Regions from separate parts of the Mus musculus genome. Here regions 1, 2, 4, 5, 6 and 7 are each linked to region 3. A link is a contact called in public Micro-C and promoter capture Hi-C data. All regions are on one chromosome and are shown on one strand. Each heading gives the region's core, a stretch centred on a gene start, on an enhancer-like site or on the middle of the called end of the contact. The rest is flanking DNA. Distances are from core to core; before and after follow the strand shown. Region 1 holds the start of 4930577N17Rik (RIKEN cDNA 4930577N17 gene). Region 2 holds the start of Exosc8 (exosome component 8). Region 3 holds the start of Cog6 (component of oligomeric golgi complex 6). Region 4 holds the start of Rfxap (regulatory factor X-associated protein). Region 5 holds the start of Naa15 (N(alpha)-acetyltransferase 15, NatA auxiliary subunit). Region 6 holds the start of Elf2 (E74-like factor 2). Region 7 holds the start of Noct (nocturnin).

Region 1 (2,700 bases), core at 52-2,551, 1.7 Mb before region 3:
ACAGTATCTCTTTAACTATACACACTCGACACTCAAAACACCACTAACCCAACATAAAACTGTACACTAATTCATACTGATCAATGGACTGACTTTAACAAGGACCCAAGTTCCATTATGTTCCTCTCCTTCAGTAAAAGTTCCTATTCAAAAAGGCATTTAAACGCTGCTCAATAAATTGTGATTTCCCTACTTTTGAAATGTGTAAAATATGCCTCAGCCAAAACACACTATTCAGCGTTATTGTTATATAGCACATGCAGTTCTATCAGTCCAGATTTTATTTATATTTAAAGTTCCGTTAAATTTAGAGATAAACATAATTTTTCCTCCAAACCGAACTGCTTTGTCCACCAAACTACCAATTTCAAGATCCCTAAAAACAATAGGTGCAAAAAGACTGTTCTGATCTTTTACAGCACTACCGTTTGGTTACAATTTCTCATCTTCCAATCCGACATCGATGGAGATGTGAAACAGAACCAGAGGAGGGACCGCATGCGCTTATAATTTCGGTAAGCAACAGTGTTCGAGCAGTGCCACATCGACCCGAGGCCCTCGCTGCGCTGTCTGCTAGCAAGTAAAGCTGCTTTTTCTATGTAACTTAAGTCCGTGCCCTTCCGCTGCAGCAGTGGCGCAGCACATCCCCCACCCCCGCGGCCACTTCCGTGTTTACACTCCTCTTCCCTCCAATTCCATGCGTACATTGTCAGCTTCACTCCCGCCCAATCTTCATTGGCCCGGCTCGGGCCCGTGGTCCCGCCCCCAGAAATCAACGTTCTTATTTGGAACAGCTCAGGGCGCAGATTGGAACCTCGGGCCTGTCAATCGCGCGCGTTCTGTCCTCTCCCAGGCGCTTCCGCTATGGTGGGAGGTTTGGGGGAGGGGAAAGGGGGCAATGCCGAGCCGAGACTTCCCCGGGGCCAGGACGCCCTCCCGCCCGCCCCGCTCCCCGCTTTCATCTTACTGTGGACCAAAATAAACGTCCCCCTCCGCTGTCCCGCAGCCCCGGGCCGGCTGCGCGGAATACACCCGGTGTCCTTCCCGTCCACCCTCAGTCACCCGCCCCACGAGGGAAGGAAGGGCAGCAGCCCGGTTCCCCCACGGCCGCCGTTAGCCGCGGCGGGGAGGTGCCGGGTCGGCGGCGTCCCACTCGGCACCGGGAAGTGGCCTCGGGACCGTTACTCGGGCGCCGCTCCGGGAGGGACGAGGCGGGAGGCCGGGCGGGCGCGTTTTGGCGGGTAGCGCCCGGGGGGGCCGCGGCGTCCATGCGGAAGTGGCGGCTATAGGAAGTGAGAGGCGAGGGCGGCGGGCGGCCAGCGCCCCCGGCCGCGGGCAGGGGCGGCCCTCTCGGCCGGACAGCGTGGCAGGCGGCGGGGACAACAGCTCCGCTCACTTCCTGGTTCCCCGGCAACTGGGGCGAAGCGCGCAACTCGCCCGCGCCGACTCCCCAACTTAGCCGCGGCTCCGCGCCCGGCCCCTGCCGCTGCCGCTGCTGCGCCGCCGCCGCCGCCGCTCTCCCCGGAGCGACAGCCCGGATCCGAGGCAGGTTACTCTCCAAGGTGATCACTTCCTGATTTGTCGCCTCCATTACTTCATTCACTCCCCCCTCTCCGCGGCCGCCCGGCTGCCGGAGACGGACACCGGACCCGGGGCGCTGACCGCCCCGGGGGACGCTCCCCGCCCGCCGGGCGCCCCCTCGCCCGCTGCACCGATGCACGGGAGAAAAGTTCCCCTGTGCTTACCGGCCCGGATGAGCAGATCCAGCTGGTTCGTGGGTCCCTCATGCAGAGACGTCGCCATGTTTATCCCGGGGCTGGAACTGCTGCTTCACATTGACTTACACCCTGAGCGGCGGCGACAGGGGAGAAGGCGGAACCCGCGGCCGGAGACACACGCCGTGCGGGCGGCACACACTCACGCACTCGCACACACTCCGACGCCCGGATCCTTGCGCGTCCTCCGACAGGAAGCGGCGGCCGGCCCGCCTCCCGCCGCCGGGCTCAGCAGCCCCACCACCTAACGGCAGGGGCGGCGGCGGCCCCGGCTGGCAACGCGATCCTTCCGCCCCGCGCCCAGACAGGAAGTCAGTCCCGGGCGCCGGCAGCCGGCGGCCGCACGGACACCTGAGGCTGGGGAGCCGCAGGCCGCCCTCGGGGACGCGGGCCTCGCCTCGGCAGGAAGAGGCGCGCTTCACGTTCTGCGGAAGCGAAGTCTGCAAATGTCCCCTCTGGAAAAGAGCCATGAATCAAATTTTTCTTCCTAGAAAAGACCTCATACCTAGTCCCGCAGCTGTACACGGAGGTGGCTTTTTAACTTGGGTTGGCCTTCCCGGCGCTTATGCAACATACAATCAGTTCAGTCGAAAGAACTGCACTTTAAAAAACTTGTACCTAGAAAATATTCTAGAAGCATCACTAAGGAAGTCAGGAGTCTCCAACTACTTCAAAAACTGACTTGGTCCTGTCTTCTCGACAGAAGTCAGAGTACACTAGACAGGTAATTAGTAAACAGAAAAGAGCCGCCCGGCAGCCTCGGGGAGACTGGAGTCGCTGGGTTTGCTGGTCATGAAATTCGTGTGCCCTCTCTTGTATTTGCTTGACTTGGACAAATGAACGTATTCGTTCATAGCTTAAAGATATCTTCAGACAGCTTTTAAAAAACTCGTTTACCTTGAAACTGGCCTTACAAATACACACT
Region 2 (2,700 bases), core at 199-2,698, 1.7 Mb after region 3:
TACTTAACGTTTTTTCATCTTTTTCTTCGGTCTCCCAATTTGAACTAAAGTTTAGATCAACTACAAGGTTGGTGTGATGATAAAAATCTCTTAACATCACCCGATTGCGTTAGACATAGTAGAGCTGGCTGAAAAACTACGTGACACCAAGGATGTCCCACCCAACTAAAAGGAAGTTTATCTTCACCTATGTTGACAGTTGTGGCTCTGAATTCACCAAGTTCTCTTCCATCAGGACGGCAGTTTTCCTTCTAAATGTTTATAAGGAAACGGGTCATAGATGTATTTCGGGTACGCAGCATTAAGCCTCATTCATTTAAATGAACCGAAGCTTGGTGTTTTTACCCACAGCTCTAACGTACAAAACCACCTTCACTCACCAGAAATCTCCTGTAATACTCCAGCGGCTCCACAGTTCTGAAACAATGTTTAAAACGTGTCTCAGTCAGTGCGTCCTAAAGCAGAAACCCAGAACTTGAGAGTGTGGTGTCTGAGGCGTGATCTCGACAGGCTCAGGCGTTTGAAACTGTGTGGCCCGTATTTATAAAAGCCACACAGCAGCAACCGGTTTCCAGCGGTGACCTTAACTGTGCCATAGTCAGGAGGAACAGAGGCCCTTGGCACACCCAGAAGAGGGTCAACCTGGGTGTCAGTCACATCACTCGTGCTCTGAAGCAGGGACCTTAGCGTGACTTCGCGCCGTTATAAACCACACTCGCCAGCATCCACAACTTTACCACGGAAGAGTGTATTGTACATACGTTTGGCCTCCTCGCCGACCCGCGGCCACAAGTGACTGCAGGTAGGTACGGTGCACGCACCGCAGACGCGAGTTTGCAGGCTGCACGCGTGGGCGGCTCCGGGTTTAACCAGAGCGCGCCCAACGCTTTCCCAGTCCCTTCCGAGGGCGGCCCTGCGTGGAGAGCGGCGTGGCCCTCGGCTAAGAGGTCCGGGCCGTCCTGGATGCAGTGTCCCTCAGCGCCTCGAGTGGGCAGAGCCCTCCCGCGGCCCCGCGAGTCCTCGGGGGGGCCCCCACCCGCCGCCGCGCGCCACACCCGCACCCGGGCCCTCTTTGCGCGCGCCGCCACTCACTTGAACCCAGCCGCCATTTTTCCGGCCCGCTCTGCGCCTGCGCAGCCCTCCGCGCCTGCGCCCTCCGGTCGCCAGGCGTGCCTCCAGCCCAGGGCACTCGGAGGGATCCTGGGTTAGGGAAGTGCAGCTACCGTGTTCCTGCGCCCGAGGCATTAACGCCAGCTCCGGCCACCCCGAGCGTCCCGCTAGTCGCCAATCTCGCGGGGTCCCACGGGCCCGCGCGCTTGTGCACGAACACACTCCCACACACACGCAGGCGCACGAGATGAAAAGGGGGTGACCCTAAAACCCTCCACGGCGCCGGGCATCCTTAGATGGCTGCTCTGCACGGCGCGAGGGGTGAAGCCAGTGCACAGGTCCAGGGCTTTGACTTGCCGCACTCGGTGACCGGCCTGCAGTCCTCGGCGGAGCCGCGCGGGGGCGCTGCGGGGAGGCCTCGGCTTTCCTGCCGTGGCGGGGCACGGCCAGGCGGGGGCGCTGCGGGCGGCGGGCGAGGGCTAGGCCGGCCTCTCCTGCGGGGCCGGCTGGGGCGGGGCGCGGCGCCGCACCGCGCTTCCGCAAGTGTGGAGCTGCGGGATGGCTACGCTGCTACTGCAGCTGCTGGGGCTCGGCGTGGCGCTGGCGGCTGCCGCGCTCATTCTGGTGAGACCGTGGTGGAGTCCGGTGCTCCGGGTGTCCCTTCCGCGCTTCCCTCGCGTGCTTGGCTCCCTTGGCCTCAGATTCCCTGAAATCCTTTGAACCTTTGTTCCCCTTTGGAACCCTATTTGAGTGCCCAGAGCCTCCGCCCAGCTTTTCGGGGCTCCTGCTTCTGAACCCCCGCCTGTCACCCCTCCACGCCACTCCCCAGTCTTCTTCCTGGGGCTCCCATATGCACTGCAGCTGGAAAGAGCGGCCGATCCATAAGGCTAGGGACGATGGGTCAGCAAAAGATAGGCCCAGACGGCGTTCTATTCATTTTGGCCAGGGGTCTTTTTGTTTTGTTTTGGGTTTTTTTGCTTGAGAATCAGGCACCTTAGCGTTTTCTTTGCCATTCCTGTAGAAACGTGGCAGACCCCTTCTGATTATGTAGAAGAGGACATATTTGCCAACTAAACTCTGCCACATAGTTTGAAAAGGAGCCTGTAACTCATTCAGAAAGCAGATTCTGAAAAGCTTGCCTGTATTGAGACAGGTGGCCAGAAAGGCCTCTGCCACCTAGCCAATGTACATGTGCACATGCACAGTCTTGGAGTGGTGTAGCCAGATGACTGTCGCTGTGTGTCCGGTGAAGCCAGGCGCCCTCTCTCACTAAAATGCCTTCTTTAAAGGCTTGGAACAAATCTGAACTTTGTTGGCCACGTTCCGGGTTGTGGCCACTTTACTTTGAATCCTTTATACAGACTTAGCTGACTGTGTGTGCACGATGAGGCTGTGTGGACTGTACTAGATCCCACTGGCTTGAACGAGTAGAGGTACCCTTTATTTTACTGCAAGCATGTTGCACTTGGTGTGCAGTGCGTTGCATCTTGAAGCCTACTTTCCATCTGCCTGTTGGCATTCTTTCTCTCCGCCCACTTTTTTTTTTTTTTTTTTTTTTTTTTTTTGAGACAGGGTTTCTCTGTATAACTC
Region 3 (2,700 bases), core at 35-2,534:
TCACAGCCCCTCTCCCCTCCCTCCATTCCTCCTCCATTTCTGAGAAGGCAATTCTTTATGTAGTATATGTTCTGAGAGACTGTAAGTGAATTGTCAAAGTGTAGAAAGTTATAGCACCAAGTATCATGAGATAAAAATATGTACATTTATACTGGTTTGGTGCAAAAGAAACTGATTTTAGTATGCCAATTATAAATCAATAGCTCAAACACCTTTATTAATTAAAACAGAAACCTTTACAATGGACACATTTTTGCCAATGAGTTCTGGATTCTGTGAACTCTTAGGGAGCTTCCAGTTGTTTGTGAACGTGTTTTTTCCTGCACAAAGTTGTCAAGATGCTTGAAGAAGTGAGAGCCAAAGTCAGATAAATGCAGGCAAAACTTTATAGCTCGATTCACTCAAATTGCAAAGAGTGGCTTGTGTGCCTGGCAGTTGGGAGTGCTGGAGAAACGGGTCTACTATGTTGACCAGTCCTTGCAGCAGGGTTTGAAGTACTGTGGTTCACAGGGATTCAGAAAGTTTTATTCATCAGACCCGCAGCAAATTTCTCAAATCAGCGACCATGACGTTTTTGTTTTGTTTTGTTTTTTCTCGCTGTTTTGTGGACCTAAGGTCCGCTTTGAGAAGCGCTTTGTAGTTTCTTCTTGATGCTAACACTGGGCTTGTCATCCCAAGCTGTCCTACTCAGTATGGCTTTTGGTAGCATGTCACAACCCTATCTAGCCCAGGGCTTTATTTATAACTCAGCATGTTAATGTTCTGTTTTTGACACACAGGAGTCAAATTCTTGTTGACAGCTTATTTTTACTTACTTCTATCTTTACCCACGTCTTTACGGCTCCCACCTTACTGTATTCTTTTGTGCCACGTAGGCACGGCTATACCTGGCTACTCAAAGCTGCAGGGGAGACAGCCAGCTCTGATAAGAGCCGCGAAGTACTGCTCTAGACGGTTAAGGGGAGGGCGTGCGGGAAGGAGTTCAAGTAAAGGACACAGCAAGAGCGCAAGGGCAGGGCACAGCTACCCCAAAAAGCGCTTCCCTACGCCTAGGACAGCAGCAGCTTCTGCCCGAGACCAGGGGTCCGCCCCGCCCCCTCCGGTTACCTTGTCATTTTCTAGCCGTGTCTCCAGGATCTTGTGCAGCTTACGCGACAGCGGATTGTTGGGCTGCGCGGGGGTCGCACCTGCCCCATTACTGAAGCCATTGGCGGCCCCGGAGGCGGGGACCGCAGCCACCTCCCCGCTGGCGTCAGCCATCGCTGACAGACCCGGCGTAACGGAAGCACTGCGCTTGTGCACTCACTCGCGCATGCGCACACCTGGCCGCGCATGCGCACCGCGATCCGAGACGCTCTACCTGCCCGGTTTACTTTAAAATCCTGGGAGGCGAGGACACGCTCAGAAGAGATTGGAGGTTGTCTACAAAGTGAGTTCCAGGACAGCCAGGGCTATACAGAGAAACCCCTGTCTCGAAAAACTAAAAAAAAAAAAAAAAAAAAAACAAACAAACAAAAAAAACCCAACAACAACAACAACAAAAAAAAGAGGTTGGAGGTTGTAAAAGAGACTTCAGGAATCTGAATCTTGAAAAAAAAAGCCAAAGTAATAATGTAAAATATGTAAAGTAATAATGTAAAGTATATGTAAAATATGCCGAAACCAGTAGCTGGCATGCATGCATGATCAACAGAACTGATTGCAATTAAATTTCGTTTATCTGAATTCATCATTCTGAAAAGCATCAATCGAAGCTAGAGTATTTGCCAGGGCTGCTGGTGTGCACTGACATAAATAATAAACAAGACAGTAAACAGAAGGCAATGAAGAGACAGAGGAAAGAAATGAAATGCAGGCCAAAGTGGTTACTCAAGAAGGCTTGGAAGGACCTGGCCTTTAATTTCAGATTTAAAAGAGACCTAGAGCTGTGAGAAATCTCCAAATAGGAGAAAGCCTACATGTAAAGGCCCAGAAACAAGGAACTTTGCATTCTCACAAACTGACCAAAGGCAGTGTAGCTGGAAAGCAGTGGGCAAGAAAGTGTTTCTCCTGTATGCATGTGTGTATGTGTGTATGCATGCATGCATGGATGTGCACTGTATACATGCAGTCCCAGTGGAGGCCAGAAAGGGCGTCATGTCCCCCTAGAGCTGGGGTTATGATGGTTCCAATCCGGGGTCCTAAGAACTGAACCTAGGTCTTACACAAGAGCAGCTGTGCTCTTAACCACAGAGCCATCTCTTCAGCCTGCGATATCACTTTTTGATTTACAAAACACGGTGACAATTATCAATAATGGCCATACTGTGATAGTGTTAACTGATCTTTTTTATTACACCTGCAAGTTCAGATTCACATTATCGAGCTAGTCTTATTTATTGGCAGTTGCTCTGTGGTAGCAACTCTCTCGCCATAACATGTTACTGGGCACAGGCACCCAAAATTTCAAATCTCTATATACTAATTCCTGCAATCTTCTTTAATCCTTTTCAGCTACTACAGCAAAATGCTCTATACTTGGTAGCTTACAAACAATAGAAATTTATTTCTGATTGTTCTGGAGGATGAGAGGTCCAGAGTCAAGGCACCAATGGCCCTGGGTTCTGCTGGGGTCCCTTTCTGTGTTCATGGATGGACATGTTTGTGCTACTAACCTCATCTGATAGATTGGAGGGATGAGCTGGCTCTCTGAGAGCTGTC
Region 4 (2,700 bases), core at 82-2,581, 1.8 Mb after region 3:
TATGTCTTCACAACTCCAGGCCTTGCACTGTGTAGGTAGGATAATGCTAATACCACAAAAATCAGACGTTTATAGTAGCAATAATTTTGAGTCATCTAGGCCAAACTTCCACAAATGTTAGAAGTTCCCCTTCAAAAGGAACTTCTGTGGTAAGGAGTCTTTCTACTTTTTACGGGTTTTGTTTTGTTTTTTAAACAGCTCTAATACTTAGGTGGACTTTGCTGGGTCTGAGCTGAAATGCACACCACTTATAATTTTCACCTAACCAAAATAAATCCGAAGAAACACTAATTGGGCATTATCTTAAGGGCAAAAGACGAGGGAGCCGAGACTTAAGGGAGATGAATAATGGACCTAAATACAGACAGCTAGCAGCAGAAGCCCAATTGCAGGGCACTGGCGTCTCTCTTCCAAGCTTGACTTGAATCAAGCAACCGAGCAACGCCCATGTGTGCTGTAAGTTACTACCCCACTGTCAATCCAACTTTTCTCAGGGGCCAGGGAGTCTAAGAAAAAAAAACAAAGTCACCAAAGTTACAGAAAACCAACAGGGTGTGTCAATGTGCCGGATGCCTCGGGGTAGACACTGGGAAGGGTTTACTAAGGAGAGGTGTAGATCACCTCCAAAGTGCCCATGTCAGCTGGAGCAGAGGATGAGCCCTTGGGGAGACCCTGAGTGTGTACCAAGTAGGTTGGCACCCATCTGCCCTGGCCCCGGGGCCCCGAGGAGCAAGCATACCTCCAGTTTGACGTTGCCTGTGCTGGCCGCGGACGGGCCGCCAGAGCCCAGTGCCTGGTCGCTCTTCTTCTTCTTGTACTTGTCCTTGTACATCTTGTTGCGGTGCTTCTTGCACATCCAGGGCTTGCGCTGCTTGGCCACCTGGCTGGTGGTCTCGCGGCAGCCCTCGTACGTGCAGGTCTTGGAGCCTCGCCTGCGCGCTGCGCCGCCACCCTCCGCGTCCTCGTCCTCCAGCTCCTCCGGGCTGGCCGCACTCTCGCCGCCGCCCGCCGGGTCCGATGTGTCCAGCAGGTCGGCGTCGTCGTCCCCCGCCTCGTCCTCGGCGTCTGCCGCCGCCTCACTCCCCGCCAGGCCCGGCCTCAGAGCGCCGTCCGCCTCGGCCTCGTCCTGCCGCATCACCAGCACCGTCACCGGAGGGGCCGTCCGGGGACTGGCGGTGCTCGGCCCCGAGCCCTCGGGCACAGCCTGCGCCTCCGTGCTGCCGCCCGAGCCCGGGTCCGCCACCGCGGCCCGTCAGCTCTTGAGAAACACAACCGTACTCGACAAGCGGCAGCCCGCCGCACGTCCCGGAGCCGAACCGCCAGCACTGCACTGCGCGTGCGCCGTAGCGGTCCGCGAGCCTCTGCTTGGGAACGGCGAGAGGGGCGGGGTTGAGCAGGTGCGAGACAGAACCGACTGCGCCTGCGCGGCGGCCATCCGCAAGCGATTCCTAGGTGCAGGCTGACCAAGAACCCGGCTGACAGCCGGTCGTGGTGGCGCATGCCTTTAATCCCAGCACTCGGGAGGCAGAGGCAGGCAAATTTCTGAGTTCGAGGCCAGCCTGGTCTACAAAGTGAGTTCCAGGACAGCCAGGGCTACACAGAGAAACCCTGTCTCCTTCCAGGCGGGGCGGAGCGGCTGACAGAAGTCCCGATTGCGCATGCGCAGCTGTCCTCCGCTCGCCTGGCGCTCACCAGTTGGAAAGACTGGAGAATGGAGACTGGAGGACGGCCAGGAGACACTTTCTGCCTGGACCCATCCTCCCTGACGGGTTCAAAACGCGTCTCTCCTGGAACGTCTCTGGATAGATTAGGTTCCCGAGAGGCCTGAAGAGGAGTTTGAAACAACTCGAGGAGGAAACGGTTTATTTGGCTAATGCATCCCAGTCAAGTCCCATGGGGACATGGAGGAAAGCTTGCTCACAAGCTCTGGTTCGCCTTAGGGTTTCTACCCAGTGCGGACGCTCCTGCCTTTTCTGACATTCCCAGTAATGAGATTGTTGACTCATGTGACAGTTCTGTTTTTATTTTCCCCACAAGCTGCTCTCTGTCTTCCATAGTGGGTGCTCGGGTTGGCGTTCACACTAGCAGTGTAGGAGAGGTCCCTTTTCCCGTATTCCCCCAACCCCCGCCAGTGCTCGATAGATATCTTATCTCTGATAATAACCGTTTCATCTGGGATGAGATAGATAACACTGTTCTTCAGGATTAGGGATGTATATTACATACACCTGTTGGTCTTTGCATGCTTTCCTTTGTGAACCAACTACATCGCCCATTTCAATAGGATTATTAGGTTATTATTATTGTTATTACTTATTTTTATTACGTTTGTTTGAATTCTTTTCTTTCTTTTTTGTTTGTTTTTGTTTTTTTGAGACAGACAGGGTTTCTCTGTATAGCCCTGGCTGTGCTGGAACTCACTCTGTAGACCAGGCTGGCCTCGAACTCAGAAATCCACTCAGAAATCCACCTGCCTCTGCCTTCCCAGTGCTGGGATTAAAGGCGTGCGCCACCACGCCCAGCCTTTGTTTGAATTCTTTATTTGTTTGTTTATTTATTTATTATATGCAAGTACACTGTAGCTGTCCTCAGACACTCCAGAAGAGGGAGTCAGATCTCCTTACGGATGGTTGTGAGCCACTATGTGGTACCTTTGGAAGAGCCGTCGGGTGCTCTTACCCACTGAGCCATCTCACCAGC
Region 5 (2,700 bases), core at 17-2,516, 1.6 Mb before region 3:
CCAACATGGAGGTTAGAGAACAACTCTTTGGAGCCTTTTCTCTTTTTCCATCTTCATGTGAGTTCAGGGGTCAAATTCAGGCTGTCAGGCTTGCAAAGTAAGTGCCTTAATCCACTGAACCATCTCACCAACTTAATTTTCCTAAATCTTTAGAGAGATTAGTGTTCAAGGATACCCCAGGATTTGCCTGCTCTAAGCTTGCTCCCTTTTTGGTTTTTAAGAGATCGAATTCCAGGATAGCCAGGGAAACACTGGGAAATCCTGTCTCAAAACAAAACAAACAAAAACAGACCTAAAGGAGCTAAACTGCTGCACATCTTTATGACTCAGGATGCACAGATTACTAGAAGGTCCACATGAGATAATCAAGGGTAAAATGGCTCTTGTGACTCAATGGCTTGCCATTTTGTAAAGTTTTATTGTTAACTGTAATGAAACGTCTGGATCCTCTTCTCTCTCAGGCCTGACCTTGCTCAGTGGAGTCTGGCCTCTAAGGATTGAGGATTTCTGTTAACAGGCAGTTCAACAGATACAACCCTAAGCATGAATTAGAAGCCAACTCCAGGAGTCTCGGCCCTCAACTCCACCACATTAAGGTGACTCACACAGCCAGTTCCTCAACCTCGCATTATATGACTTCAGCAATGAAATAAATATACCTCAACCTTCAGAGGCTCCTTTGGCAGTATAAGTATGTCACTTCGGATCTGGCCAACACCTTTCCTGGCTATCTCTAGCAATAGTCAACAAAAATCACTGATACCCTAGCCAGCCGGGGCCCATTTCATAGGTCAAGCTCTTAGAGGCTTTTCAAGATGATTAAGCCCTCTTTTTCGGATCGGTTCACAAATTACCCTTCGCTCCCTTCTGTACACAATACAGGCACTTGGGCCTAGAACCATTATACCTCTTCTTAAAACATCTCCATTTTGGCACTTGATACTCAAGCTATGATGACACCATCTGGGTGAGTCTACCCCACCGAGAGAAAGGCAGGCCGGTCTAGCGAGAAGGGGCAGAAAGTCTGTTTCCAGAGAGGAGGCGGCGGCGGCGGAAGCGTCATTGGCGGCCCTCCCAGGCACACGGCACTGGCAGGACCGGCAGAGCCAACTCTGAAATCCGCGGCTCCGCAGGCCGGCCCGGCCTCCGCGTTCCCGGCAGGCTCCGGTGCATCGAGGGTGGGGAAGAGCGGGTCACCGCGCCTGCGCGTTGGGAGGTGTGACCCGGGTGGGAAAGCCCTCCGAGTCCGCCATTTTGGCTGCCTCTGTCGGTCTTTTCAGTTACCACGTGAACCGCCGACGGAGACCCGGGAGGGGGGAGGTGGCGGCGGCGTTAAGTGAGAAAGGGGGAAAAGGAGGAGAGAGAGAGAGAGAGAGAAAAAAAAGAAAAGAAAAAAAAAAAGAGGCGAAGGGAGTGTCAGGACAGGGCGGGCGCGGCGACCCCGGAGGCCTAGTGGCGGCGGAGTGAAGGCTTCAAGGCTGAAGTGAGCTCGGGAACGGCAGTGGCGGCGGCGGGCGGACAAACGGACTGAGCGAGCCGGGCGGTGGCGGGAGCCGCGGGAGGAGCCGGAACCATGCCGGCCGTGAGCCTCCCGCCCAAGGAGAACGCGCTCTTCAAGCGGATCTTGGTGAGTGTGAGGCGGCGAGCGGGCACCGGGGATGGTTTCGCTGGGAGCCGGGCCTGTCAGCCCCGAGCCCGGGCGGGCGAGCGGGCACCCGGCCACCCCGCGGGGACCCCACCTCGGCTGTGCTGGCTGGCGGGGCGCACTCTCAGCTCTCGTCTCGCCCCGGGAGCGCCCCCACCTCCGTCCGCGCGCCGCGGCCCGCGGGCTTCGAGGCCTCGGTTCCGGACTAGGCCCCGACTCCCCGGCATCCGCACGGCTCGGCTGCCGTTTACCCTCCTAGAGCGAAGGGAGGAGCAGCCTGGCCTTGAGCGGGGCAGCGGGCCGCACGGGCCGGGAGTCGCGGCCCCGCTCCGGACAGGGATTCTGCCGGCTGGTCGGGGTGGCACCCTCGGAAGGAACAGGTGGTGTGGCCGAGGCAGGGACTCATTCATTGCTTGAAAGCACTTCTCCCTCTCCGGCCCCGTCCCTCCCTCTTCCTCCCCATCTGGGATTCACCGGTCCCCGCCCGGCCGGGGGTCACTGTTGGACTCGAAAGAATGGACTCTTGTAGAAGCGGAGGCTACTCTGTCACCTCCATCCAGGCACTTGCATACTTGATCCTGCAGCCCCTCGGCCTCTTTTTTTGGGAGTGGGAAACGCAGCATTTGTTTGTTAGTTGGAGAGCAAAACGGCCCCACCCCGACACCCTTCTCCGGGAGGTGGGACTCATTTCTAGGGGCGGTCCGGTAGGAAGTTTCAGTACAGACTCCCCCTCCACCCCTTACTCTGAAGTTTTAAAAATAGCGGTGCAAAAACTTAGCAGGAGATAATAGAAGTGTCTTCTAAGATGGATCTTGTTGACGCTATCTCAAACTCATCCCCTGTGCTTCAGATGTTTGCGGTTTGCATAAAAATACACGCAGTGATAACTTGCGGGGGTATGGGCTTGAATCTGTTTACATTGTAAACTATGCCCTGCTTTATCGGCTCTGTCATTAATACATTGTAGCAGTTTTTGTTGTTAGTGTGAGGGTAGCTTCTTTTATACAAACTTTTTTGTGCGTGAAAGAATTAAGTGTATTCGCCAAACTTGACTT
Region 6 (2,700 bases), core at 158-2,657, 1.7 Mb before region 3:
ACACATCAGACTTCAACTTCTTGTATTTACTGGATGTATCAACTACAGCCACATGCCTTCTATAAATCTTATTCCTAAATCCCTTTAAACATAATTCAACAGTTCCCAGTCTCATACGAAGTCATTCAACACTCTAAAGAAACTGTAACCCACAAATATACAATCTTATCTCAGTAGGGCCCGGATGGACATTGTCCACTAGAGAAAGTGAGCAGTTTGCCTCTCAACTGAGACTTGGAGAAAAAAACAAAAACAAAAGTCTTGAGCTCAGAGGCGCAGTTTTTATTATACTTTCTCACTGTCGGATTAAAGCATAAACCACAGAGTAATGTCATGAACACGAGAAAGATGTTCCAGGGTTACAATGACGCGTCCCCCATCTTATTGATAGAGTACTAAGAACTTAAAGAAAGGGTATACAGCTGAGAACGTGGTTCCCATAAGGACAGTCCACCAAGTTGGTCCGTGGGTTATTTTTCCGTCCTTTGCTGACAGAGTAAAAATGTCCCACTAAAGTCTTGAGTGGGTCCGGCCGCCGCGCGCAGCGCCGCTGAGGCAGAATCGGTACCGAGGCGCGCGGGGCGCCCACGACACTCTCCGCGAGATGCCCTAAGGGCCAGCACCGCCGGCGGAGGACCCCGGAGGAGACTCTGGACCTAGGCGCTTCCAAGAGCCCCAGGGTTTTTTTGTTGTTTTGTTGCAAACACAGATAGTGATCGCAGCCTGGCTCCCCGGGGAACCAGGAGAAGGCGGCGACGGAGGGCCGGCGGAGAGTGAGAATAAAAGAACGGCGGAGTACAACCTGTCGTGCCCGCCCCGGCGGCGGGGAGCAGGCCCGACGGCGACGGAAACTGCCGCCCGGGACGCGCTGCCCCGGCAGCCCGGCCGCCGCGCGATGACTGGCGCCGCGAGGTAAACAGCGCGCGCCGCGGTCCCTCGGCGCCACGACCGTTGCCCCGGGCCGCTCCGGTGCGGGCTCCCGCCCTGCCCCCAGCTCCGCCGGTGTCACCGCCCCAGCCTCCGGAAAGCCCCTCCGCCGCCGCCCGAGCAAACAACACAGGCGCGGGGCGGGGGCGCCCGGGAGGAGGCGACACTCGGGACGGCCGGGCTGGCTCGCCGCGCCCTCCCTCTCCCTCCCGCTCGCTCCCGCCGGCCTCCGCCGTCCCCGCGCTCTTACCTGCTCTCCCTCCACGTCGCCGAGTCCCTTGCCCTTCCCTCAGGGCCGCAGACCGGCCGAGACGCCGCAGCCGCCCGCCGTTGGCCCGGCGTCCTGCGGGAAGCCGAGGGGGCCTCCCCTGGCCACCGCGCGAGCCGCTCCGCACCACAGGACGAGACAAAACCGCGCTGCGCCCCCCGCGCGCGCCACCCTACAGATCCCCCCCAACCGCCGAGGCGACGGCGGCGACACAGCCGGGCGCGGGGAAGCTGCGGCCGGCCCCCGCCCTCCGCACCCGCCTCGGCTCCTCCCCCTCGGCCTCCTGCCGCCGCCACCAGGACACTGGAGTCCGCCTCCCCCACCCGGCCGCTCCGCGCGCTCCTCCCTCCCCGCGCGCCGCCGGGGGAGGCGACACCGCCAGTCACCGCAGCGCCTGTCAAACCGGGCCGGCTATTTATACTCCCCACCGCCCTCGGGCCCCCCGCAGCCCGCCTCCTGCGCTCTCGAATCCCGCCCTCTTCTCAGCGCCCAACTTCGCCCGAACCCGCCTGCTCAGGTGGAGACGCTCGCCACTCGTCCCGCTCCGCGTCCCCGGGGCTTCCCCACTCCCCCACGTCGCGCGCTGCACTGCGCTGCGGACGCGGGACCAGCGCGTGGGGACGGCGGGGCCGCGCGTGCACCTGCAGCCCGGCCGGGACGACACGCGCACCTCTTGGGCCACTCTCAGGTCTTTGCTGTCACCCCTCATCACCCCCCTTCCAACTCCGGACTCCCCTCCCAAGACCTCCAGGGACCGCTCTGCACTCGTAGATTAAGCATTAGGGAAGTGAGCGATTGCAAAATAAAACTCTTGTCAGCCCGGGTGTTCAGAGTCCCCGCGCGTCTCCCGGGCTCCGCGGATGGTGGCGGCGCTGGCGGGCAGGAGCGCGCGGCCCGCCCCACCCGGCCACTGACGCACGTGGCGCCCCGCCCCGCCCGTTTCGCGGCCCGGGGCGCCGCCCGCTCCGCCTCCCAGCTCGTCCACCCCGGACCCCGCCCCGTTCCCAGAAATTACCACCGCCCAACGGCCCGGCTGCGCGGCGGTTGGTGCCCGCGGTGGCCGGCGGGCGGGCGGCCCAGCGCGCAGCTGCGGAGCGCGGCGGGCGGCCCCCGTTCGGGGGGGTCCCGGGGAGCCGCGACCGCCCGCCCCAGTCTTTGTCGCTTCTAGTCCCGTCCGCCTCCGAGAAGTAACTCAAGTCCCGAGATCTTCAGAGCCAGGGTGAAGGAGCGCGTGTGTGTGGAGGAAGAGTATCTTGTTCCAAGTGTCCACGAATTGGGGAAAAAAAAGGGGCGAAGCCAGCGGGAGCTGCAGGCTTCTGGTTTGCACACTTTCACACAAAGGGGAGCCTCTGAGCAGGGCACTCTCACGCGCCTTCCAGGGCACAAAAGCCAATGACACGGTGCCCGGGATGTCCTGCGTTTGCAGCGGCTCGCTAATGGTCTTTCTTAGGCGCAGTTATGCATGCTAGGTCTCTTCCCCCAAGCACCACCACCATTCCCCGCCG
Region 7 (2,700 bases), core at 194-2,693, 1.8 Mb before region 3:
TGCTTTCTTGGCTACTGACAAACTGCTTACAGGAGTAAGAAAGGGAAGGGGGGGGAGAAAATGTGGTGTGTGGTGGGGGTTGGGGGAGGGAGGGAGTCAGCATCCATAGATCCATTACCTAAACTGTAAACCAACTGCTGTATTTTGTTCTATCTGCAAAGCACTTGCTACCTTCTTATGACCCTTTGCCTTGCCTAATGACTCATGGGCGATTGATTGCTGTACAGATAAGAAAACTGAGCCTCAGACGCTAATAATGACCAGCTAAGGAGTTCCTGGCCCCGATGCTGTCATCGGCTTGTCAGCTGATTCATCCGTATCCTGTGGGTGTTAGATGTTTTAGGCCAGGTCTGGAAAGCATTTTGAATCCTTGGTGACGATACTCATTCAAAGTTTCTTTTCCATTCCCGGTTAGGGTTAGTCACTCCTTACACAACCTACCTGAGGTATTTCTTCAACTCATTCTCTCCTGCTTCCCTCTCCGCCTCCCCCCACCCCTTCCCTCTCCATACCCCCTTAGGTGAGAATGTGAGTCTTGGGCCTCTCAAGTGCTGTGTAAGTGCTCCACCACTGAGCAACATCTCCAGCATTTTCCTGGAACATATGGCATCCGATTAAAACACAGCTCTGACCATATCCTAGCATCCCTGCAACAGAGCTGACAAAAATAAGGGTTTTCTCAAGAGAATGTGGGTGTGTGCATCTGACTCTCAGACTATTGAAACAATGGACCCCCCAAGAAATGGGAATTTCCTTCAGGAAACTCCTGCTGGGAAAAGGAAAAGGCCTTTGCTTGAGGGGGAATTCTTTCAGGAAGCGGGAATTCACACAGTTCTATCTAGTCAGATCGCTTTGACCCGGACTGCTGAGATGTGCATACCCCTGGCCTTCTATTTGAACTTTAATCTCATTTTGGGATCCCAGAGAGAGGTTAACTCTTCGTCCTTCTACCCCATGTGGGCATATTAAGTACATCTCCTTTTTTCAGTTTTGTTCGTTTGTATTCTTGTTGTTGTTTTGAGGGTTTTGTTTGTTTGGTGTTTTTCTGTTTCTTTGTTTTTATTTTGAGACAGAGCTTCACTGTGTAGCTCTGGCCGGCCGGATCTCTCCAGACCATGTTGAAGATCCGGGCCCCTGCCCCAGTGCTGAGATTAAAGGCGGTCGCCCTCACCGCCGCACCTGCTTTCCACTTTCAATTTGGCTTTTTCAGTGGTTTATTGGATGGATAATGCTTTAAATTCGGTAACAGTCCAAATTACGTCTGGCCCATCCCAAGCAGTTGTTTTGGGTTGGGGGGGGTTGTTTTGTTTTGTTTCCCCCCCCCCTCCCCAATTCCCTTAGCCTTCATTTTCCATAACTACAGTGCTGTCTCCCAGGTGTGACTTCCAGCCCTCCAATCAGGGCCCAGCTAGCTCCAAGGCCAATTCCACCAGACCTTCTGGCAGGACTGACGCTCAACGCCCTGCAGTCCGTTTCCGCCTCTCGTGCCTGAGGGGCGGATGCTTGTCGCAGCCGCCACACAAGTAGCCAGCGCGTCCTGGTGCCTAATCTCCTTCAGCACCGCGGAGCGTGGAGCCCACAGCTCGGGGAGGACGTTCTCCCAGACACGCGCTCGCACACACTCAGCGCTGGCACCAACCCGGGATTCCCAGCCTGTGGACGCTCCCATTGCAGCCGGCGGGAGGGGACAGAGGCTCCCGGAACGCCTCTCTAACGAATCCCCGCGGTGTCAGCCAGCCCCCAGCCTCCGCCCCGTGGGAGATCTACAGTCGCTGTCACTGATCCAGACGGTCCATTCTCGGCCGGAGCTGTCCGGGTCTGACTGCGCCCTGGTCGTGCGCGCGGATCCCCCCCTCTGCAGCCACCGCGTGGTAGCGCCCGCTCCGCCGCCGCTCGCCGGTTGCTCCCCGGCGCTAGCTCCCTCGCCTCAGTGAGCCGCCGCTGCTGCCGCCGCCGCGTCTGCCTCCCGGCACAGCTCGCCCGGTCGGCGCCGAGGGACGAGGAGGAAGGAACACCCCGCAGCGCAGCGGTCCCGCGCCACCCCCACCCCACCGTCGCCCGCCCAGCTCGGCCCGGCTCGTCAGCGCGGCGGCGCCCGGCATGTATCAGAGCCCGCGGCGGCTCTGCTCGGCCCTGCTGCTCAGGGACGCCCCCGGCCTGCGCCGCACACTCGTGCCCGGCCCGCGCCGAACGCTCGCCCCGCCGGTGCTCGGATCTCGGCCCAAGTCCCCGCAACTGCAGGCGGCGGCGGCCTCGGGCGCCGCGAGGTCGCGTCCCCGAACAGGTGAGCGGGAGCGCGGAATGAATGGGCGCCGCGGGCTGGTCCCCTGCGTTCACCCCGGCGTCGCGTCGGGAGGGAGGGAACGCCGCTCAGGGGGCCTCGCTTTCCGCGTTCGTGTCTGATCCCCCTGAATCCCCGGTGGCCACAGTGACCCCAGTCGCTAACGTTTTGCTTTACCCCTCACCCCCACCCCCCGATGCAGGGCGGTAACGCTTTGGTTGCAGACGGCTTGTGGACATCCTCATGAAGGGGAAAAAATATCTAAAAATGGCATGATCTTGGGTTTGCAGGGCCTACAGGCTCTGAATCTTCTCAAAGCCCTGGTAGTAATAGCACATGTTAACTCGTTACGCTCATTAATTTATTTATGTTTTGGAAGGGGGGGAGTCTTCCACTTCGTCTTAAATCCCTGGTAAATC

Evidence for each region. Promoter capture Hi-C pulls out the DNA fragments that hold promoters and counts their contacts. A called contact is a pair of places that touch in the nucleus more often than the background predicts.
Region 1: a promoter capture Hi-C map of pre-B cells shows a contact between it and region 3, with 5 times the contacts expected there. The contact joins the promoter of 4930577N17Rik here to the promoter of Cog6 in region 3. A contact is called at or near these places in 3 of 39 promoter capture datasets (the 3T3-L1 cell line, liver and pre-B cells).
Region 2: a promoter capture Hi-C map of liver shows a contact between it and region 3, with 2.8 times the contacts expected there. The contact joins the promoter of Exosc8 here to the promoter of Cog6 in region 3. A contact is called at or near these places in 6 of 39 promoter capture datasets (the 3T3-L1 cell line, embryonic stem cells, hematopoietic stem and progenitor cells and 3 more), 1 of 115 datasets of contacts at active chromatin or transcription factors (embryonic forebrain) and 1 of 9 other capture datasets (liver).
Region 4: a promoter capture Hi-C map of pre-B cells shows a contact between it and region 3, with 3 times the contacts expected there. The contact joins the promoter of Rfxap here to the promoter of Cog6 in region 3. A contact is called at or near these places in 3 of 39 promoter capture datasets (erythroid cells, liver and pre-B cells) and 1 of 115 datasets of contacts at active chromatin or transcription factors (astrocytes).
Region 5: a contact with region 3 is called in a promoter capture Hi-C map of pre-B cells, with 9 times the contacts expected there. The contact joins the promoter of Naa15 here to the promoter of Cog6 in region 3. A contact is called at or near these places in 8 of 39 promoter capture datasets (the 3T3-L1 cell line, 3T3-L1-derived adipocytes, the C10 cell line and 5 more), 1 of 484 Hi-C or Micro-C datasets (CD8 T cells), 4 of 115 datasets of contacts at active chromatin or transcription factors (double positive thymocytes, embryonic forebrain, neural tube and 1 more) and 2 of 9 other capture datasets (adipose tissue and liver).
Region 6: a contact with region 3 is called in a Micro-C map of palatal mesenchyme, with 3 times the contacts expected there. The contact joins the promoter of Elf2 here to the promoter of Cog6 in region 3.
Region 7: a contact with region 3 is called in a promoter capture Hi-C map of pre-B cells. The contact joins the promoter of Noct here to the promoter of Cog6 in region 3. A contact is called at or near these places in 3 of 39 promoter capture datasets (the C10 cell line, neutrophils and pre-B cells) and 1 of 9 other capture datasets (liver).

Annotation. Positions count from the first base shown.
Region 1 is chr3:51,275,460-51,278,159 of GRCm38.p6, forward strand. It overlaps 4930577N17Rik (RIKEN cDNA 4930577N17 gene), which reads left to right and starts at 1,302. Exons shown (of 1, transcript NR_073429.1): 1 at 1,302-2,700. All of the region lies in intron 4 of Elf2 (E74-like factor 2), which reads right to left.
Region 2 is chr3:54,733,916-54,736,615 of GRCm38.p6, forward strand. It overlaps Exosc8 (exosome component 8), which reads right to left and starts at 1,449. Exons shown (of 11, transcript NM_027148.3): 1 at 1,093-1,449; 2 at 381-417; 3 at 188-251. The coding sequence starts at 1,109. Alg5 (asparagine-linked glycosylation 5 (dolichyl-phosphate beta-glucosyltransferase)) reads left to right here and starts at 1,624. Exons shown (of 10, transcript NM_025442.3): 1 at 1,624-1,734. The coding sequence starts at 1,669.
Region 3 is chr3:53,015,939-53,018,638 of GRCm38.p6, forward strand. Cog6 (component of oligomeric golgi complex 6) reads right to left here and starts at 1,285. Exons shown (of 19, transcript NM_026225.3): 1 at 1,108-1,285. The coding sequence starts at 1,260.
Region 4 is chr3:54,806,460-54,809,159 of GRCm38.p6, forward strand. It overlaps Rfxap (regulatory factor X-associated protein), which reads right to left and starts at 1,332. Exons shown (of 3, transcript NM_133231.2): 1 at 740-1,332. The coding sequence starts at 1,216.
Region 5 is chr3:51,414,750-51,417,449 of GRCm38.p6, forward strand. It overlaps Naa15 (N(alpha)-acetyltransferase 15, NatA auxiliary subunit), which reads left to right and starts at 1,267. Exons shown (of 20, transcript NM_053089.3): 1 at 1,267-1,627. The coding sequence starts at 1,574. It overlaps LOC108168868 (a long non-coding RNA gene), which reads left to right and starts at 1,634. Exons shown (of 2, transcript XR_001783830.2): 1 at 1,634-2,025.
Region 6 is chr3:51,339,237-51,341,936 of GRCm38.p6, forward strand. It overlaps Elf2 (E74-like factor 2), which reads right to left and starts at 1,408. Exons shown (of 10, transcript NM_023502.2): 1 at 1,178-1,408.
Region 7 is chr3:51,223,004-51,225,703 of GRCm38.p6, forward strand. Noct (nocturnin) reads left to right here and starts at 1,444. Exons shown (of 3, transcript NM_009834.2): 1 at 1,444-2,284. The coding sequence starts at 2,101.